Regions from separate parts of the Rattus norvegicus genome. Here region 2 is linked to region 1. The links are chromatin contacts, called in public Hi-C maps. All regions are on one chromosome and are shown on one strand. The core of a region is the stretch at or near the end of the contact, and the rest is flanking DNA. Distances in the headings are between cores, read along the strand shown. Region 1 holds the start of Chd7 (chromodomain helicase DNA binding protein 7). Region 2 has its middle 130 kb from the start of Lnc056.

Region 1 (3,417 bases), core at 278-2,777:
CCAAGTATCTGTAATAGCCTTACTTTGAGGGATATAAACTTATTGTAAATGGAAGGCTTAAATTAGAATTGTGATTTTTGGTTTATGATTCTGGAGCTATAAAAAGCAGATTTCATAATTTTCAGTTTTTAATGTCAGATTTTTTCCCCTTGTGGTGTTGACATGTTTTCTGCTGATTATCTGTAAACTATTTGATGACTATGTTTCTTTTAAAAATCCAATTTATGGTGAAAAAAAGTCAGAAGCAATGTACTTAAATAAGCATCAGATTGTAAAATAATAAAAAAGAATAAAATTATTGCTATTAGGAAATAAATGTCTAACCGGTTTAGTTGCAGTACAAATGAAACAGTTTTGGCAAATCACTTGTCCAAATAAAAACAGTGTGATTCTAGGCTCAGTAGCAGCACGGGCATCATCAGTGGGTGAGATTGGCATGGTTGATTTTTTTTTCTACGATTTTTGAGTTCAATATCACTTACACAGCTGTCATAGTCGGCTGTATAACCTCCTTCCTTATTTATAAATGAGTGCAGTCTTTAACCTAATAAAACCATGTTGGAGTTTACAATTGTTGGCCGTTTATAAATGATATTCGCTTCGTGTTTTGCACACAAAAGATGCGCAGGAAATGTTTAAATATCTATTACGCAAGAGGAAAATTAATTTTTAAAAATGTCTTCAAGGTTAATATTCATATTGCACTGGAAAGAGAAATGGGCAAGAAGGTCGGATACTCAAACTGGAAGATCATATTTAGTGCCACATTGGCGAGGGAATGATGAAAACACTCCAGTTCTGACACGTTTAAAAATGGGCACACATTCTATTTCTTTGTTTCATAACCACTGCGCTATCCCTTCGTTTTTTGGCACGCTCACATATTCAACCAAAATCAATGCCATCTAGTTAAACTTTTTGATTTAGTGGAAGATCGCGCGGTCCTATCACCGAGGACGTCGGCAAAAGCAAAGTGGTGAGGCAGGAATGGATCTATTTGAAAGGAAAGGCGTCCATCCTAGGTATTTCTTGTGGGAAAATCATCTCAAGTTGAAGGATAATTACAGGAGACACCCAAACACCCCCAGCCTCCTCGGTCCGCACGGCGCTGGACACCCCTCGCGGTGGCCGGGGGTCACTACGGGCTCCGGGCCTCGGCTTCCTGTCCCAGGGCGGCGCACCGCGGCTCCGGGAAGGTGCTGCGCGGAAACGTGGCACCCTCTGGACCCGCGCGGGAGCGCTTGCAGCAGGCTGCCCGAGAGGCTGCGGCGGCCGCGCACCGGGACCGACACCCGCCCGCTGCGCCGGCGCCCGGCAGGACGGGAAGGGGCGGCCGTCCGCGCCGCGCCGCCCCCTTCTCTCGGCCTCTCCGCGGCCTCCGCCACCCCGGCCGAATTCTTGCATAAATTATGCCAGGCGCGCCTGACGTCAGGTGGCGGCGCGCGGGCGCGGGCGCGCCGCGGAGGGAGCCGGCCGCGGGCGCGCGCGGTCCCGGAGGCTCGTGCGCGCGGCGTGCAGGGCGCGCGCAGGCGCTGGCGTGCTGGGGCCGCGGCGGCGGCGGCGGCGGCGGCGGCGGCAGCGGTGGCGGCGGCGGCGGCGGCGCGGGGGTTGAGCCGTGGTGGTGCGGACGCGCTCGTGCTCGGGAACTATCGGATTAAACTTGAATCGAGTGGAATTACACAAAGGAGCTCCGCGGAGGAGGCGGCCCGGGGACCCGGAGACCCCGCAACTCGCCAGAGCCCCGTCCGCGCGCGGCTAACTCCGCGTCCGTGGATCAGCCCCCGGCCGCGGCCGCCGAGCCAACTCCGGAGCCGCTCTGCGTTTTGTTCCCCACGGCGCGCGGCGGCGGACTAACCCGAGCGAACGAGCGAGCCGGTGAGCGCAGACTTCCCCGGCGCCCCCGGGAGGGGCGGCGGCAGGAAACCGCGCCGGCCCGGGCCGCGGCCGCGCGGAGTTGCGAGCGGGGAGTTGGGCGTGTGCGGGGCGCGGGGAGAGGTGCGCGGGGGCCGCGGTCGGCAGGAGCGTAGCGCCGCCCGCCCGGTCGCCCGTGTTGCTGCCGGCGGGGCCCGAACCCGCGGCCCGAGCGCCGCCCGGCGCCCCAACTTTTGCCTGCGTCCGCGGGGCCGGCGGCGGCGGGGGCGCGCGGGGCGGCCGAGGGTCACTTCCTCGCATGTAAATGGCTTTTTGTTGTGCTGCCGGCGTCGGGGGGGACGGGGACAGGAGGGAGCGTGTCTGCGCGCTGGGGAGCGCGAGCGCGTTTCCTCCCGCCGGCACCGAGCACGAGTTGCCGGCTGCGTTCGAGAGAAAAGGGAAGGAGGAAAAAGTTGGGCTCCAACTCCGGCGCGAGCGGCGGCGGGCGCGCGGGCGCGGGGCGCTGAGCGCGGGGCTCGGGGACGGCGGCGCCCCCCGCCTCGCCCCCGCCCCCCGCTCCGGCCCGACCACGCCGCGCTCGCCGGGAGCGGCGGCCGCACCGGCGCGAACAAAGTGCGTCCCTGCGGGCGCGGCGGCGCCAGCCCGCGCGGGGACAGCCACGGGCGAGGTGGGTCGGCGGCAGGGAAAGTGCGCGGGGCGCCGCGTGGGGCGGGGGCGGGGGTGGCGCGAACACGCGGCGCGGGGGGCGTCCCGAGCCCAGCCGGTGGCGGCGGCGACCGCAGAGTTCCGAGCCCGCAGCTAGGGGTTCCTGGGGATCCCCGGCAGCTCCCAAGTGCGCGAGGACGAGAAGAAAGGGAGCCGGGCCGGGGCGAGCGCGGGCGGGCGACCGGGGGACCCCACCTTGCCGAGCTGGCCGGGCCGCCGGCGGCGGCATAATAGCGACTTTAATCCGCGATCCCAACTCGCGTCCCCGTTCCCCTCCCCCCAGCCTGTCGGGGGTCCGGGCGGGGGCGGGGGTCGCCAGGTGGCCCCGGAGCGGCGGGGTTACGCGGTGCCCCCGCGGAGAGCCGGCTCCGGGCGCGAGCGGCCGAGGTGGCTGGAGGCCGAGCGGTCAGCGGGAGAGGAAGGAGGGTGGCGGGGAACGCGTTGTTTGTTTGCTTCGCACCGGGGACAGGGCTCGCTGGGGGCGCGGGGCGCGGGCGGGGCGCGGCGGGGCGCGGTGCGGGGTGGGCTTGGTGGCATGGGTTGAGCGGCACTGGGAGGGGGCCGCCGGTTGGCGGGGGCGGGGGACTGGTCAGGAGGCTCCGGGGAAGGAGCCGCTGGCCCCGAGCAGCCATCATTCCCGAGCCGCCTTTCTCCGGATGGCTCTGCCTCGAGGAGCCCTGCGCCGTGGGAGCGCACCCCAAACTCCGGCTCGGCAGCCCGCTTTGTGAGCGCCCCCGTGGAGCGGGCAGCCCAGGGAGTGCTCCGGCCCGGCAGCACGGTTCTCCCTGGAGGTCACTTTTAGAGACTGTTCACGCCTGGGTTTTAAACTAGTTTTTTTTT
Region 2 (3,417 bases), core at 285-2,784, 220 kb after region 1:
GGGACACGGGTAAAGGGGCAGGTGGCTTAGGCCACTGTATAGTGGACTAACTGCCCCTAGATTATTCAGAACAAAACAAACCCTGAACGTCCTTTAGACCCTCCCACCACTACAGCACAGCTATCTTTATGCTTCTTTTTAATAAATAAGGCTTTGGGTCGCCATTTTGATTTTCCTCCTGCCGGCCTGAAGTGAACAATCCCCACCCCCTCAACTTGGGTGGCAGGAAGGGAAGAGGTTAAGGGCTTCTTACAATATTCTCTGTTGATCTCTGAGAGGACTCTGCTTTGCTGACCGTAGGTGCTTCCAGTTTAGAATTCTTCTGGGACCCTTGGGCAAAGGTCCTGAAAATTCCTTGAATTGTTTTAGTGACTGGGAAGCTTTGTGGATTTTTACCAATTTGGGAGCAATACTGACTTTTGTGTGCAACAAAAGATCTGAAACTAGGGAAATTTTTTTTTTCTAGTTACCTCCCCCTCTCTTTCCTTTGAAAACTACATTCTGGACGTGTCCTTTTTGGCATCCAAGGTTGCTAAATGAATTGCTGTGGTGTTCCAGGGAGGATGTGAAATATCAAGAGGTTTTAGAGGACAGGCTCCATCTTGGTTGCTACAAGTACAGGGAGGCCCTCCCTGGTAAAGAAGTGACAGGTCTGGGGAGAACTGTCTGCCCCTCAAGCCAAAACTCCTACAAATGGCTGGGTCACTGTGTGCCTTACAAGTGACCAAGTCAGGCCAAAGCCAGTCTCTGTGGTTCTAGGCAACTGTGCTTAGTCACACGGTTAGTGACCCAGTTGTGACAAGCCCTTATTTCCCCTTTCTCTTTTGCAGCACATCCTCTGTGAAAAGGATCTTAACATCTTGCCGGCTTGATTTTAGAAACTGCCCATGTGTACGTGGAAAAGCAAAATTTCGAGGGGGTAGGAAACCGAAGTCAGCCTGTAGATTTAACTAGGCCTGGAGTTGGTTTGCTGAAAGGGAATATATCAGGGTGTGGAAAGTGGAATTTCTCTGACGGCTGGGGAGAGATGCCTTCCGGTTCAAGGATAGCTCGTTTCCAAGGGAGCCTGTGAGAAAAAGAAAGGGGCTTCCTGGTTGCTTTGCCTTGGCCATTTGTAAAACGAAAGTGGGGCTGAGGGAGGGCAGGAAAGGGAAGAAGAACCCTCAGTTTGGAGGTTTGTGTGGGTTTTTTTTTTTTTTAACTTCTTAAAAATAGCATTTCTTACCACAGGGGCACAGGAACTTGTAAATAAGAGCTGCCAGCAACAGTAAACAAATCAGTCTGGGTCCTTCTACCTAAGTCAGTCTCTCTCTCTCTCTCTCTCTCTCTCTCTCTCTCTCTCTCTCTCTCTTTCTCTCTTGTGCAAAACAAAAATTCCCCCCCCCCCTTCGAGGCTTCTTTGCTGGTGTTTGTCCAGGAACAAACAGCCTTTCTATATAAATGGTCTCCAAAAGTTCAGGAACAAAAAAAGTATCCAGTGTCTGAGTACCCACAAAAACGACCTCTGCCGCACAGGAGCTTTTCTGTCATGAATCTGTGGTCTGCTATCAGAGTCCTTTAATTTCTCAGAACAGAGGGCTCTTTGGGAGAAGAAAGGCTGGGGGTGGGGAAGCAGCGACGGAACCGTCTTTTTTTCCCCTCTTCCTTTGCTGTTTTCTTCCAGTCAGCAAGGAGTGCATGACTGGCTCTGATCTGCCCTAGCGTCTTGCTGAGGTGGGAGCCTTGAAGGGTTAAGGGAGGCCACCACCAGTTTCCCTGCTGAGTGGGACAGCTAGACAAGCCCCATCTCAGAGCTGTTCATAGAAAAGAGACACCCCACTCCTGACACCCTTTATCTCCTTTGGAGATTTTCCTTTTTACTGTGTGTTTAAAATGCTTTTCAGTGATGACTGTCTTTTTTAAGCCATAGGTTTCCTTTAACCACTGGGAATCACTTTCAACCTGGTCAAAGGAAAGGAATGTTAGGGATGGGTGGGGTGGGGGGCACAGGACACAGACACTATGACTACTGTTTGAGAGCTTAGAGAAAAAAAATAATTGTGGTTAACTTTTAACAGCCAACCTCTTGATTTTTGATATTTGGCTACTTGTTTGTGGGTTTGAAGGTTTAATTTCATTGAATTCAGTTTGACACACTTTGAGCAGTCTCAACAAAAGCCACGTGCTTCCTCTGGTGCCCAGATCAGGGGCGGGAACAAGATGCACCATAGCTGTGCTCTTCTGGCAACATAATCTACTTAGGAAGATCGAAGAAAGAATGTCTAAATTTCACCTCTTTGGTATTAGAGATCCAATTTACAACATTATCCACGCAAGTCAAGTGTTCTGTCATTGAACTAAATGCCCAGACCTGGATATCCTACTTAGGACAACTTTTGGATAAACATAATGTATTTTTCAGATAAAACTTCAGACAGAAAGCCTTCCTCTCATTGGAGGGAGGGGGCTGATATGTGCACTGAGACTAAACAACAAAGGTATTATATGGGGGAGACATGGTTAAAGCAGAGAGTCGGGGTGGACTTGAGCAGCAGAGGAAGAAGGGCTGTGTTATAGGCCCAGGGAGAAATGGTAGAAGACGGTGCTTTATCTAGCATTTTCTAGTTCTGTGCCTGCTGGAGCTCTCATCGGGACACCGTCAGGGACTCTGCCATTACTGCAGCTCACAATGCCCTGGCTCTGGCCATCTCAAGCCAGCAGAACCTTGAAGGTCCCACACCAGAGGACCTTTCGCTGTCTGCACTTGACATCCGTACTCACCAGAGTCAGGAACTGTAGCAGAGCCAAAAGACAGAGTTCCAGTTTGGGAGGGAAGATGTGGACACGCATATCTTATGGAGCAGAGAATCATGGGAAGAAATGTAGGTATGTGACATGTGAGGAGAGCCACCATAATTTATCTTACTACTATTTACGACCAAGACTAGGTTGTGCCTGTAAGGCAGTCCAGAAATGTGTTTTGCCTTTCTCGAGGTCCTTCTATTCCTCTTGTACCACACTTGGCATTTCCTTCCACTCCCAAATCTGTTCTGTCTTTACTCCAGGGGTTCTGGGGTATCTTGCCATCACCATCCCTGGTCTTCTTCTGTGTCTGGCATCCAGGGAACTGGTACATGCAGTTACTTCCTATGAAGCACACCAAACCACTTAAATTCCTGGGACAAGTCCTAACCTCTCCTCTCTCTTTCCCGACCTTTCTCTTCCTAAACTTGGGTTCTTCATGGACAGGGGTGTTCTCATCACTGATTAGAATAGGGGCAAGAGAAAGAAATGGAGAGAAAAAGAACCAGGCCTGTGCTCTTGCCCTTTTTTTTAATGGGGAGTCAGTGGCAGGCCCTCGCTTAGGAAAGTACCCTAGCAGTGACTCTACATGGCTGCCCACATCCTATTTACTTCAGGGCCTCTGGCTCCTTGCTG

The links. A called contact is a pair of places that touch in the nucleus more often than the background predicts.
Region 2: a Hi-C map of Schwann cells shows a contact between it and region 1, with 3 times the contacts expected there. The contact joins the enhancer-like site here to the promoter of Chd7 in region 1. A contact is called at or near these places in 2 of 12 Hi-C or Micro-C datasets (Schwann cells and frontal cortex) and 1 of 1 datasets of contacts at active chromatin or transcription factors (oligodendrocytes).

The regions. Positions count from the first base shown.
Region 1 is chr5:26,607,880-26,611,296 of GRCr8, forward strand. It overlaps Chd7 (chromodomain helicase DNA binding protein 7), which reads left to right and starts at 1,528. Exons shown (of 38, transcript NM_001107906.3): 1 at 1,528-1,875.
Region 2 is chr5:26,832,712-26,836,128 of GRCr8, forward strand. No RefSeq gene overlaps it. Among named protein-coding and RNA genes, the nearest start is that of Lnc056, 130 kb to the right of the region's middle. Within about 2 kb of position 1,535, at least 19 of the 93 cell types and tissues checked have an H3K27ac peak or open chromatin away from gene starts, as enhancers often do. A contact at or near this core is called in Schwann cells, where this site is marked.